4 separate regions of the Mus musculus genome follow, and all the other regions are linked to region 2. A link is a contact called in public promoter capture Hi-C data. All regions are on one chromosome and are shown on one strand. The core of a region is the stretch at or near the end of the contact, and the rest is flanking DNA. Distances in the headings are between cores, read along the strand shown.

Region 1 (2,985 bases), core at 5-2,504, 750 kb before region 2:
AGCTTTTGGGGGACATGGGTGTGATTCAGGCAGGTGGGATTATCCATGTGCTGGTGGTTGCTCTTTCTCACCTCTGGGTCATTTTCTCAATGATGGAGGGAGGAGGAAACTCAGATGTATTGGATTTCCTAGTCCCTGGACAGGATGAGAGCGGATGCCTGTTTGTCTCCAGTGTACTAGGCACCTTGGATATATTGTCTTATCTATGCATAGGAACATGTCTTATTTTATTTATAAAGTGAGTTGGCTGGTCTCAGAGGTATCAGATGGCCCACCCCAGACTGCATAATTAGTGAGAGATGAATAGACTCTGTATAGGCCAGTTCTGCTCAGTTAGGAGAAATCCAAGTTCTGGGAGTAAAACTATGATTTTGTATCTCGCACATGGCCCTGAATGACCACCAGTCTGCCAAAGCAATACTCAGCATCAAGAATGTTAGGAATCTCTTTCCAGAATTCTGGGACCACTTCAGAAAAAACAAAACAAAACAAACAAACAAGCATACAAACCAACCCAGACGTGCTGTGTTCTGGGGAAGCCCTGTAAGCCCAGGGTGGCTATGGGCCACACGGTAGAATCCCATCCAGGAGTTTCTTTGGGTCTTGGTTGGAAAGGCTACCAGGCTGGAACTGTAAGAGAAGAGCCTTGTTTCATAGGTGAACAAGTGGCCAGGGACACACAGAGGATAAGAATGATGGACACAGGCATAAGAGTTGATGCTGACAGCTTGCCAAGCTCCCATCCAAGATCACAATCTCTTTTGTATTGAAAGGAAAAGTAAATATTTGCATTCTTTCCAATTTATGAGTCCCTGGGCTGAGCTCAGGGAGCAGCTTGCACACACAGGTCAGGGTGCATAGCCTGGCAATGGCAGGCTGTGCCCTAGAACCCAGGCTCTCAGGTTCCAGGGTCTGTGGCATGCAAGTAGGGGTGATCAGACTAGGTGTCTGTAGCAGGAGCCCCATGAGGCTGGGAAAGAAGGAGGAAGGGCAGTGGGGCCTTGCAAGTCTGAGTCAGGTGGGCAGTGATACAGGAGGCCCTGGGGCACTGGCTCAGCGAGGGATGAGACCGTAAGCTGTGCCCTCCCAGTGACTTTTCTAGGTGTGCTTAGTGACATGTTCAGCAGGTGCAAGAGAGATGGGCCGTTGCCAAAGGCCCAGCCCAGAGATACTTCGGATTTTTCCCTTTATGCCCCTGCAACCAAGCCCTGCTGCTCCAGCGCATATAAGCCACAAGGGCCGAGGGTTCTGGCATTCAGGATCTGGCCTTTGCTTCGCTTCTGTTCTAAGCTCGTTGCAGCTGCCTCCTCTCTCAGCCATGATCGCCAGACAGTCAAGTGTCCGCGGAGCCTCCCGGGGCTTTAGCAGTGGCTCAGCTATTGCTGGTGGTGTCAAGCGAGTGGCCTTTAGCTCAGGCTCCATGTCTGGCGGTGCAGGGCGCTGCTCTTCTGGGGGCTTCGGCAGCAGAAGTCTTTACAACCTCGGGGGTCACAAGAGTATCTCCATGAGCGTGGCTGGGTCCTGCCAAGGCGGCGGCTATGGGGGTGCCGGAGGCTTCGGCGTTGGAGGATACGGTGCTGGGTTTGGTGCCGGTGGTTTTGGCGGTGGCTTTGGAGGCTCCTTCAACGGTCGAGGAGGTCCTGGCTTCCCAGTCTGTCCTGCTGGAGGTATTCAGGAAGTCACCATCAACCAGAGCCTGCTGACACCTCTTCAGGTGGAGATTGACCCAGAGATCCAGAAAATCCGCACGGCGGAGCGTGAGCAGATCAAGACCCTCAACAACAAATTCGCGTCCTTCATCGATAAGGCGAGTGAGCCTGATCTTTGCAGAGGGTGGTGGAGTGCGGGGTTTCTAAGCCCTGGGCCCTGGGTCTTAGCCAGGAAGTCACCTCATACCTACTTCTGACTCTGGGTGAAACCCCTCGTCTCTGAGGATGCTTGAAGAGCAGAGGAGGTACTCTTTGCTTTTTCTAGCCCAGATTCCATTTTTTAAAAAGGCAAAACCTGGAGATCTTTTCTATGTAGCCCAATTGTAGGCATGCATCATAGAATCTGGTTACCCAGAAATCTATGGCTAGGGGCCAATGCAGTGCTCTAGCCCAGGCTGTTCTAGGTTGCTGGGCATCAAGGTTTTGGTTCCTTTAGGTGTTTGAGGCAAGAGTGAACCCCTTGGAGGAGGATGAGTGGCTACACTGGCTTGAACGAGCCTGTAGTAGCTCCTGGAGGCTTTACCGTGACCCTGGGAGTACAGACTTGAACGTTAGACTAAGAGTTTTCTGTGCTTGTTGGCAGTATTTCCTTTCATCTCAGCCTTTGAGTTCAGAAGGCAGGAGTTTTGCTGCTTGAATGTAACATGGAGATGCTCTGCCAACCACTCCTTTAGCTGGCCCGGCTGGGTGCGTTAGAGAGAGAAGGCTCCAGGAAGTCCATGCCAGGATGGATTCCAGCTGAGTCTTAGAACATGTCTGGGCCATTTGTAGTTAGAGTTAATCGTATACAGATTCAGGAGACAAGGTTTTCCTCTGTAGCTCATATCGGCTTCAGACTCATCATCCTCCTACCTCAGCCTCCTGAGTGCTGGAGCATACACGTGCGTCACCATGCTTAGCCTGTTCTGAAAGTGAATGTGTTCTTCGCCATGGGTCTGTATCCCTTGAACGCAAGTGCCTGCCAACTGTGTTCATACCTCATGGTCTTATTTGATTTGATTATTTCACAGATGCTCTGTTCTCTAGCCCTGCATCTGGGCCTTTGGTCTGCTGTGGTTAAAAAAGCTGTTGTTGCTGTATCATCAACCTTCTACTGTGTTCCCCAAGCTATGTGTCCCATAGACCACTATGGGCCCAGGAACATGCTTGCCATGATAGTGTCCCAGGCTTGCTATGAGGTGGCCCAAGCTGCGTGACTCTTAGGTGGTCTGGCTGCCTGGCCCACCTAGGCTGGTGCTGGCCTCAGAACCCTCCTGCTGAAGCATCTGGGTCTTAC
Region 2 (3,273 bases), core at 236-2,735:
CACACACACACACACACACACACACACACACACACACGAACTTCCATTGCTGGAAGGTTGGGGGCGGCTGAGAAGCCAAAGCAGAAGGCTTTGTACAATGGGAGCAGCAAATACAACCCCTAATTGTCTCACCATATCCATCTGTGGGTCAATAATCACTTCGATGCAACTGCCAAATATAACCTTCTTCTGTAACCCCAATGCCAAAGCACATTTGAGAATACTACCAGATGAAATATTTTAGGGTTTCACCGGCTCTTCCCAGCCTCACAAGCCTCATAAACAACACAGCCGGTGTAGTGTCCCACAGAAACGTCTCCACCTCTGTACTGGGAAAGGTGGGGGTGGGCCTGGCCACACAAGGCCCTTAAGGCTGGAAGGTAAGGGGTGTGTGTGGAGGGTGGGTGCCGGGAGGAGGGACTGTGTGTCAAGGCAAAAGTACTGACCAAGGGCCAGGGAGACGGTCCAACCGTGGGGGTCTTTAAATAATTGGGGGTGGGGGGGTTGGAAGCAGTTTTCAGGATCTCACCTGAAAAGCATCCTCGGAGTGATTAACTGAATGGGCCCCCTGGGGCGGGGTGGGGGAGGTGAGGAGGCATGCAAACACACATACACCTAGATTCAGATTAACAGCTGGGGAACTAGGTTTTCACAGGGTTGGAATGGCTCTGAGGCCAATCTCCAAAAAGGTTTAGGGGCCTGCTCGCCCCATTTCCTCCAAACAGCGTCTACAGGCATGGATATCCGAGGTGGGTGGGAGGGGGGTGCCCTGCAGAACCCAAGGAGCTGAGCGAAAGAAGGGGGAATGTGACTCCGGTGCCTAGACCATCAGGGTGGCAGGGGAAAGAGGGTAGGGGCACCCCATGATGAAGGGAGGCTTAGAGACCCCTACCCTCCTAGCCTAGGGTACGCATAGGCTCTCGGCAACAGAACACATCGGAGAAACAAGCCCCCCATCGTCGAACCCCACAATCTTGGCGGGAGAAAAGGCGCCCCCAGGAGCATCTGCTGGCAGGGAATAACCCCCCTCGCACGGACGCGCTGAAGGGCAGGAGCCAGGGACCTCCACATCTCGAGGAAGCCTGGGGTGGGAGCGGAGGGTGCAGGAGGCGCGACCCCCTGGGCGCCCCGGTCGGGCTCCGTCTGGAAGAGCGCGCGGGTCCCCAAGGCTGACCCAGCGCCACCCCGGCCCTCCGCGCCCCCCGCCCGGCCATATTGCGCGGCTGGGGAGGGGGCGCGCCCGAGCCCCACGGCGAGCGCGAGGCCTCGCCTGGCCGTCTGTATCCCGCGCCCCCCCCCCCCATCCCCGCCCCGGACTCACCCTGGATCCCCCGGGGCCCGGACCCGCCGCTGCCGGCGAGCAGGAGGACAACAAGGGGGAAGAAGGAGGAGGCTCCGGCCGACTCCGCCATAGTAACCGCCGCCGCAGCCCAGCAGCGCCCAGCGCGCGCGCGCGCCCCCGGCGCCTCTCTCCCTCCCTCCCTCCCTCCTCCCGCCCGCCCGCGCGCGCCCGGCTCCTTCGCTCCGCGCCGGCACGTGAGCTCCCGGGAGCCGGTGCGGCCGCCGCCGCGCGCGCCCCCGAAGGGCGGGGCCGGGTGCGCGCGTGCGCCCGCCTTAAAGGGGAGGGTCCCTGTTAAAGGGGCGGAGGCTCTCGCCTCGGCCAACCTCGCGCACCCGTGCGGAGCTGAGCCGAAAGCGGGGGAGGCCGGGTCCGCCGACCGACAGTCTCCCTCCTCCCTCCGCGGAGTGGCCGCGCCGGCGCCCGTCCTCCTTCCTTCCCCCAGCCCCGACCCTCCGGCCCGTTGTGTCCCGCTGGGTTCGTCGCCAGAGTCTCCTGACCGGCGTCCCCTCGAGGCTCCCTCCCGCTGCAGCGAGCTGGACACAACTACCTGTGCGAGCGAGCGTCTGTGTTTTCGAAATGTAGCTAGGCTGGCACGGCTGACAGCCTTGGTGAGGGTGCTGGCCAGGTAGAACCATTTTGGGAAACAATGTGACAGCACCTATCAGACAGCTTCACAAAACGCATTGCATTTGCCCGGCATTTCCTCCTGTCTGTCTTCAGGAAATAATGAGGCTAAATATTTACGCAAAATGTTCCCTTGCTTATTTATCATTGGAAAAAGCTGGAAACTAGAGAAGCAATCATAGAAGCTTAGATAAACTGTGGCTCACTCATGTGAAGGAGCACTAGTGATTAAAAATCGGTTTACAAAAACTAATGGCGCGAGGAAATGTTACTCCATGTTAAATGAAAATGTAAACACCAACCTTTACAATAAATTTTTGTGGATGATATGTATGCATGTATGCGTAGGAGAAAAGGGAACGATATTACTCAATATTACTACTAAGGTTTTCAGTTTGTTTTTGAGACAGAGTCTTATTATGTTGTCCAGGCTGGCCTCAAACTCACTGAGAACTGCCTGTTTCTGCTTCTCAAGTGCTGGGTCTAAAGGTGTGTGTGCCACAGAGGCAGGCTGAAATAATTTTTTGTTTCTCCTTTAAGTATTCCAGTAACTTCTAAATAGTTTCCAGATAAACATTACTTTCAAACCTAGTAGGAAATACTTATAAAAGGCAAATGATCCCGTATCTTTCTGAAGAGCTCACAAGAGACTTTGGGATCTGTATTCTGCTTCTGATAACCAACTAGGAGAAAACAGGCAACATCTTAGCCTTTCAAAGTCATAGATAGTTTCATGTGTGAGACCAAGGGATAGAGAAGACCGTCAAGAAGGAGGGAGGGAGGAGAGGCAGGCAGATCTCTTGAGTTCTGGGACAGTGTGGTCTACAGAGTGAGTCCCAGAAGAGCCAGGACTACTCAGAGAAACCTGTCTCAAAAACAAACAAACAAACAAAAAACCCAAACCAACCAACAAACAAACAAAGGTGGGGGGCGCTGTTCTGACATCTTACCTTATAATTGTCTCCAACACAAAGAACCCAAGGAAAACAGGACTTCTGGTCTCATTCCCCAGGTACAACACACAAACACACACAAGTAGAAAGTCAAACTGGTGCTTAGTGCATAGCTGGGTAAATAAACACCACCATTTTTATTCTTTTTACCCTCAATCATGACCTGCCCCCCAAAAGTAGCCTACTTCTCCAAGTCTGTCTTACTGGTCTACCCAACTATGCTGTATCTATCCTCCTTTAGGCCCCCAGCTGTGGTCCAACAGTACTGAGGGCCACTGGACCAAAGTTGGCATTACATAACAAATTTATTCTCTGTTTACTCTGAAGCTTAGAAACCCCAAATCACTTGGCCAC
Region 3 (2,944 bases), core at 167-2,666, 570 kb after region 2:
GTGTGTGTGTGTGAGAGAGAGAGAGAGAGAGAGAGAGAGAGAGAGAGAGAGAGACTTTGTTGTTCAGGCTGCATCCTAATTCACAGGTTCATTCGGTTTGCTGCCTCTCCAGCAGCCGGTCCTACAGGTGGGACGGTGCCCGGCTCAGGCTACCTCTGTTTGTAAAACTAAACTGTATCGTTTGCCTAGACCGCAAATGGATGGACGCGCTGGGATAAAACCCCAAGCTTTCTGGTTCTTGACCCTTTAGTTAGTCTCACCCGCAGTGCCTCCTCCATGGCCCCAGGAAAACAGCGGACAGCCCAGCTCTGCGGCACCAGTAGCCAGCATGATGCAGGCAGCCTGGAGTGTACCTGTTGGTCAAACCCAGCCGATGCTGCTCCCCTCTCCTCCTGAGTGTGTGCTTCCACTGGAGACGTTTAAGGGACTGTCTGGCAAGGGCTCTACAGTTCATCATTTCTCCTATTGCTGCTTCTGCACGGCCTACCGAGATCATCCTAGACCACGGAAGCACGGGTGTGGGGTGAGGGCGAAGAGGGAAACACTGTTGGGAATCCACTTGGCTGCGTTGATAACGCTCTTCTCTGGTGACTCCCTTCATTCTTTCTCGCTCTCCTGGTCTTCCTTCTTTTGTCCATTATGTCCCAAACCTTCGTTCCCCTGGCCCCTAATCGGCCTCTGAGTCTCCCTCTACCTTCAAAAGTCAGTAGATATAACAAACCCTCCCCACCATCACGGTCCCCAAAACAGTGGCTTGTTTTTCTCCATCGCGTCAAACTTTGCCTTTCTTTTCACACCTTCGTGTGCTGCTTGACTAGCCCGCAGGCTGCAGGTGGGACCCCGCCCCTCCTGAAGGTGGGAAAGCGAGCTAGCTCAGCAGAGCGTCCGGGACCCTGGTCCCTCTGGGATGTGCACAGCTGCTCCGGAGACCCTGAGCCTTAGTGACGTCCGAGTTCCCTCTCCTTTACGGCCTAGAGGACAGACGTGAACTTGAGGTTGGCCGTTGAGAAGGGCAGTTGACCACCAGAGAGTCACGGTTGTCACTGCTCAATCCTCGGCTGAAGGGAAGGCGACACGGGGTCCCCTATCGAGACTCCAGTCCTGCTCTCCAAGGGGGCTGAGTCAAGCGGCCCCACAGGCCCTGGGTCCCAGTCCCCGCGAGGCCTGGGGTTCCTACCCACCCCCACGCGCAGCTCGCAGCTTCCCAGACCCCCCCTCCTTTTCCTGACCGCCGCCCCCGGCGGCTGGCGCGGGAGGTGCAGCATGCGGCAAAGCGCTTTGCATAAATTATGCTCATGACGCAGCAGCTAAAAAAATCCAAGTAGCAGAAGGAGGGAAAGGGGGGGAGGGAGGAGGGGGCGAGGAGGGGACTGCACCTGGCCGCCCCCGCCCCCGGCGTCCCGGCCCGTGCGTGGCCCGCAACCCACCGCCGCTCCGCTCTGCCAGCCCCGGCGGGGGGCTCAGGGGGCGGCGGGTCCCGAGTGGCTCCGGGCCGAGCGAGCCGGGCCGAGCCGCTCCGGCTTCTTTGTCTGCGGGCGGCCGCCCCGGCCGCGGCCCCCTGGCCCGGGCTGGGGGATGAGTGTCTAGCCGGTGGCCGCTGGGCAGCCGGGGAGCGGGAGGCTGGGCTTCGGGCTCCGGTGAGTAGCGGGGTCCGGGGCGGGGAGGGCTTTGCACGGAGGGGGAGGGGGCCGGGCAGGGGAGGTTTCGAATTTGGTTAATATGCAATGCCCGTAATTAGCATAATTTATATATTTATGATAAAGAGAGAAAAAGGCGCGGGGCCGGGGCGGCGGGCTGCGGCCCCGGAGGCTGGAGCTCTGGGAGTCGAGGGCCGCGCTCTGCCCACCTGGGGCCGCAGACCCCGGGCCGCACCCTGGTCTCCGGTCCCCGCGGACACTCGAGGAGGGGCGGCCGCTTGGGTGGACGCCCTGCCCTGGTGGGGGGCGGGGTGTCGGGGAGAGGCACGTAGAGTCCTGGATCCCGGGACGCTTGGGTTCCCTGGCGACCTGTCACCGCTACTCCGGAGAAAGGGCTGGTGGGACTCTGGGGGGCAGAGACCTCGCTGTCACTGGAAGGATGGGGGAATGGTGGGAGGGTCACCGTCGATCAGAGCGTGAGCACTTCATAAATATTTAATGACAGTATTAGTATTAATAATGTCATAAAACGGGCCCACTATCTCCTCCCGGGACATTTGCACCTGGCAAGGCTGAGGGATCTCCAGAGTGGCTTCTAAGCCACTTCAGCGCTAAGATCGCCTCCTCGGGCTTGGGTGGGAAGCCTGAAACCTTTACAGAGTAGTCGCTGCAGCTGGGCAGGAGAAAATGAAAGCCTGCTCAAAAGCTTCCCTAGGCCAAAGACAGGAAGCTCCTAGCAGACACAGAGACTGTAGCCTGTTGGCTCCCTGGCATTCCTTGCTCACAAAATAGAAGGCGGGGCCCCCAGTTCCATGCATATATACCCGTCGCTTTGGTAATCTACGACAGTCAACACTGCAAACCGGCATGCTGGGCGTGTATTCCGTTTTGATTGAAGTTTGTGAGCAGGATATTTCTGTGACTCGGGGGCCTCTTTACATATGTAAAGCAGAATCACATTCATTCCTTCTATGGTACTTCAATAAAAAAAAATCAGTGTGCGAGAGCCGCACTCAGACAAAGCCCCACCTGTCCTGGAAGGAGCAAGACAAACAAACTCGGAAAAAAACAAAAAAAAAAAAATCAGATCAGGTAAAGCCAGAGAGAGAGAAACAGAGAAGACACGCTGGTTTCTGTTTCTTCCTAGAGGCACTAACTATTTGGCAACTAAGAAAAGTAAAACTGTTGATGCACAGCTGTAACCCCAGCAGCCAGGTGTGAAACTGCAGCCGGAGGATCAAAGACTAAAGCTTGATAGTGAGACTGGGCCTTAAAAACTCAAGGCAAACAAAACAAAACCCCAAGCC
Region 4 (2,953 bases), core at 5-2,504, 540 kb after region 2:
AAAGCATGGCTGCTTCAGTTTCCGAGGCTTAAGTTTCACTCTTGGAGAAGACTGGCTGTCCATGTGAGACCGTGTCCATCATCGATTCACTTGACTCCTTATGGAGGTCTGACACAGACGCATCCTGAGTCCCTGCTCCCCAGACTCTGGACAGTGTTGACAGGCTGCGTCTGGGTATAGACTGGGTGTCATGTGCCAACCTGTCGTGCCAGCAATACCAAAGCTGAGGCAGTGGGTCCTAACCTGAGGCCAGCTTGTGGTTTCTGGGAAACTCAGTTGTTAGCTTTACAAGGCAGTTAGGTATCTTCACTGACTAAGCTTTCTCATCAGCCCCAGCAAAGTTTTAAGTGAGCCTGCCGGTGCCGGTGGAGGCCAGAAGAGGGCATCAAGATCTCCTGAAACTGAATCACAGGACGTTGTGAACTACTGGGAGCCTTTCTCCAGCTAACCCCTCTCCCCCCCTCCCCCGCCCCCCAAAGCAACTTTTAAAGGTTATATTTTAAAGAAAAAAAAAAAAAAAGACATGAAAGCCAAGTGTGGTTGGTCAGGTCCGACCCTCAGTGAGCTACCCAGGTAACCTGGCCAGTGTTTTTTGAGCACATTATCATGTGCTAGGTGAGGTTCTAGGCAACTCATTGGAGCTCCGCAATAACCCTAACCCTGAGTTCACACAGCTTTGCCCAAAGAATCAGAAGTAACCTGCGCTAGCTTACACAGCGGGACCACCTCCAGAGCCTGTTATATAGAATTATTGCCTCTTAGTCAACGAGTTCCTCTAGTTAATTTGGGAGCATTTCCTGTCACTGACGTGAGTCCAACTGCTGCTAAAGTACAGCACTGATGAATATTTAAATCAAGGCGCTTGCCTCGGGCTAGGACCAAGGCTGTAAAACGGCCTTACGGGAATTGCCACTTTCAGTCCCCATTTTAGGGATGAGGAAACCGACTACTGAGGTGTTCAGGAATGTGCCCACAGCCACCCAGCTGGCAAGCACTTACGCTGGAGCTTTTAATCCTAAACAGCCCACAGCCACACCTCCTACCCTCTCCACGCTCCACCGCCTCCTGGGAAGGTCGCACGCGGAAGGTCCAGGTGGCCCCGGGAGGTGCTCGGCTAAGTCGCCCCGAAGTCGCGGACTCCAGAGGGCCCACGCGTGACTGAGCTCCCGCGGGACACGCCCCTCGCTCGCCCTACAGCTGGCGCTGCCGACCCCGGCCGAGCCCGGCACGGGGGCGGAGCGGCTCCGGACAGTGGCCTTTCCTCCCGGGGGAACCTGCTGAGGGCGGCCCCGAGCTCCTTCCTGTCCCTCCCACCGCGGTCCGGGCTCGGCGGCCGCTCGGCGCGGGGTCCCGGGCGCGGCTCCGGCGACTCTCGGCCGCTCCCACCCCGGCGAGTTCAAAAGGACGCGCGGCGCCCGGCCCTGCCCGCCCGTCGGACTGGAAAGGTGAGCGCGCTGCGCGGAAGCCCGGAGCCCGCACTCGGCCGCCGCGCGCCTGCGACCTGACCCGCACGGGTACTGCGCGGCTGCAGGGACACTCGACGGCCAGGGCGCGGGCCCGGGGCACGCGGGATCCCCGGGGAGCGGGGCGCACCCAGCGGACGGCTCGGCGGGGCTCCTGGCCCTGGAAGCCCAGGTAATGCAGGTGGCTAAGGGACCCGGATCGCTCATGGGCGCAACCGGGCCGACCCTTGCTTAACTTTCCCAGGCCTGGGGAAAGGGTCACCAACGCCACCCATTCCCCGACCCTGCGACCAGGGTCAGCTCTTGGGGGAAGGATTTGTTTATGGAAGCTGATTAGAACCGAAAGGAAGAGAGTGGATATATCCAGGGGAAGGGACTCGGGGAAAACCTGGCGCCCGAGGCTCTCCTGGGATCTACAAGCCCTGCGACCTCAGGAGCCCGTCCACCTCATTCTTGTCCGTCCTTCTTCCCACAGATCTGACCCTACGAAATAGCCTGCCCTCAGCAACGATGAACAACCTACCGGCCACACCTTCTCCTGAAGGTAGGTGATGAAAGTTATGGAGTAGGGGGGCTGTTTAAGAATTCCCACCCCAGAACAGGTCTTGGAATTCCGCGAGGCCTCACTCAGTGTAGACTGGAAGACTCACCCATCCCCACCCCACTCCACCCCACCCTACCCCTACCAACCCGCTGTCGGGCCTCACGCAGGAAAAAGCTCCAAGAAAACAGAATTCAACTTCAGTGTGCCCTTTTGCGCTATTTTATTCTCAAGTCTGGACCGGACCAATTCCAAGCACTGCGAGTCACCTGGGTTTAGGAAGTTCTTTGATGCCCAAAGGAGCCATTTTTACATTCACCCCAGTAGTTAAGTAAAGGAGAAAGGGAATCTTCTAAAGATAACCGGGAGGACTCGTGATGTCGCTTAATTGGTAGAGAACTTGAGATGAAACCCATTTTGATGGCTTGTGCCTGCAGTCCCTGCAACTTGGGACGTAGAGGCGGGAGTACCAGAAACTCAAGGTTATCCTCAGCTAAATAGTGAATTTAAGTCTAGCCTGGGCTAGAGGGATGTGGGGTGTGTTTAAAAATTCTAGGAGCCAGGTGGTGAATTGAGTCTCACCTTTCCTTTCCTAATCAGGCTGGTTCTGGCGCGCTGACGGATATTTACATATTAATTGGTTTCACCTTGTGCCAGCCTGGGTGTGGGAGGAACTAACTTGTTTTCTTATGTATAGAACAAACGTTCACTTTGAGGGACACTGTTTTTTGCTGATATGAAGTTCGGGGAGGGAGAACCCGGGGAAGGCAAAATCTGAGGCAGTTTCTCCTGGAACTAGTGGAGCACGTGATTCAGACTGCTGCTTGGTGAGAAGTGGTGGGCAAAGAGGAACGGAGGACAGCCCTTCAGGCTGGTGGGTAAAGGCTCTGGAGTGGGAGGCGAGCTTTGCAACAAAGTCTCTAGAAGAGTGAAGTGAGGCTCAGTGTTT

What was found. Promoter capture Hi-C pulls out the DNA fragments that hold promoters and counts their contacts.
Region 1: a promoter capture Hi-C map of liver shows a contact between it and region 2, with 2.2 times the contacts expected there. The contact joins the promoter of Krt4 here to the promoter of Acvr1b in region 2. A contact is called at or near these places in 3 of 39 promoter capture datasets (the 3T3-L1 cell line, liver and pre-B cells) and 1 of 115 datasets of contacts at active chromatin or transcription factors (pancreatic cancer cells).
Region 3: a promoter capture Hi-C map of pre-B cells shows a contact between it and region 2, with 3 times the contacts expected there. The contact joins the promoter of Pou6f1 here to the promoter of Acvr1b in region 2. A contact is called at or near these places in 6 of 39 promoter capture datasets (the 3T3-L1 cell line, the C10 cell line, hippocampal neurons and 2 more), 1 of 15 datasets of contacts at CTCF or cohesin (the NIH/3T3 cell line) and 1 of 9 other capture datasets (adipose tissue).
Region 4: a contact with region 2 is called in a promoter capture Hi-C map of liver, with 3 times the contacts expected there. The contact joins the promoter of Smagp here to the promoter of Acvr1b in region 2. A contact is called at or near these places in 6 of 39 promoter capture datasets (the 3T3-L1 cell line, 3T3-L1-derived adipocytes, hippocampal neurons and 2 more) and 2 of 115 datasets of contacts at active chromatin or transcription factors (embryonic stem cells and pancreatic cancer cells).

The regions. Positions count from the first base shown.
Region 1 is chr15:101,923,004-101,925,988 of GRCm38.p6, reverse strand. It overlaps Krt4 (keratin 4), which reads left to right and starts at 1,254. Exons shown (of 9, transcript NM_008475.2): 1 at 1,254-1,807. The coding sequence starts at 1,319.
Region 2 is chr15:101,172,284-101,175,556 of GRCm38.p6, reverse strand. Acvr1b (activin A receptor, type 1B) reads right to left here and starts at 1,485. Exons shown (of 9, transcript NM_007395.4): 1 at 1,322-1,485. The coding sequence starts at 1,412.
Region 3 is chr15:100,598,456-100,601,399 of GRCm38.p6, reverse strand. Pou6f1 (POU domain, class 6, transcription factor 1) reads left to right here and starts at 1,416. Exons shown (of 11, transcript NM_001304965.1): 1 at 1,416-1,637.
Region 4 is chr15:100,635,241-100,638,193 of GRCm38.p6, reverse strand. Smagp (small cell adhesion glycoprotein) reads left to right here and starts at 1,254. Exons shown (of 4, transcript NM_174992.4): 1 at 1,254-1,635; 2 at 1,939-2,007. The coding sequence starts at 1,974.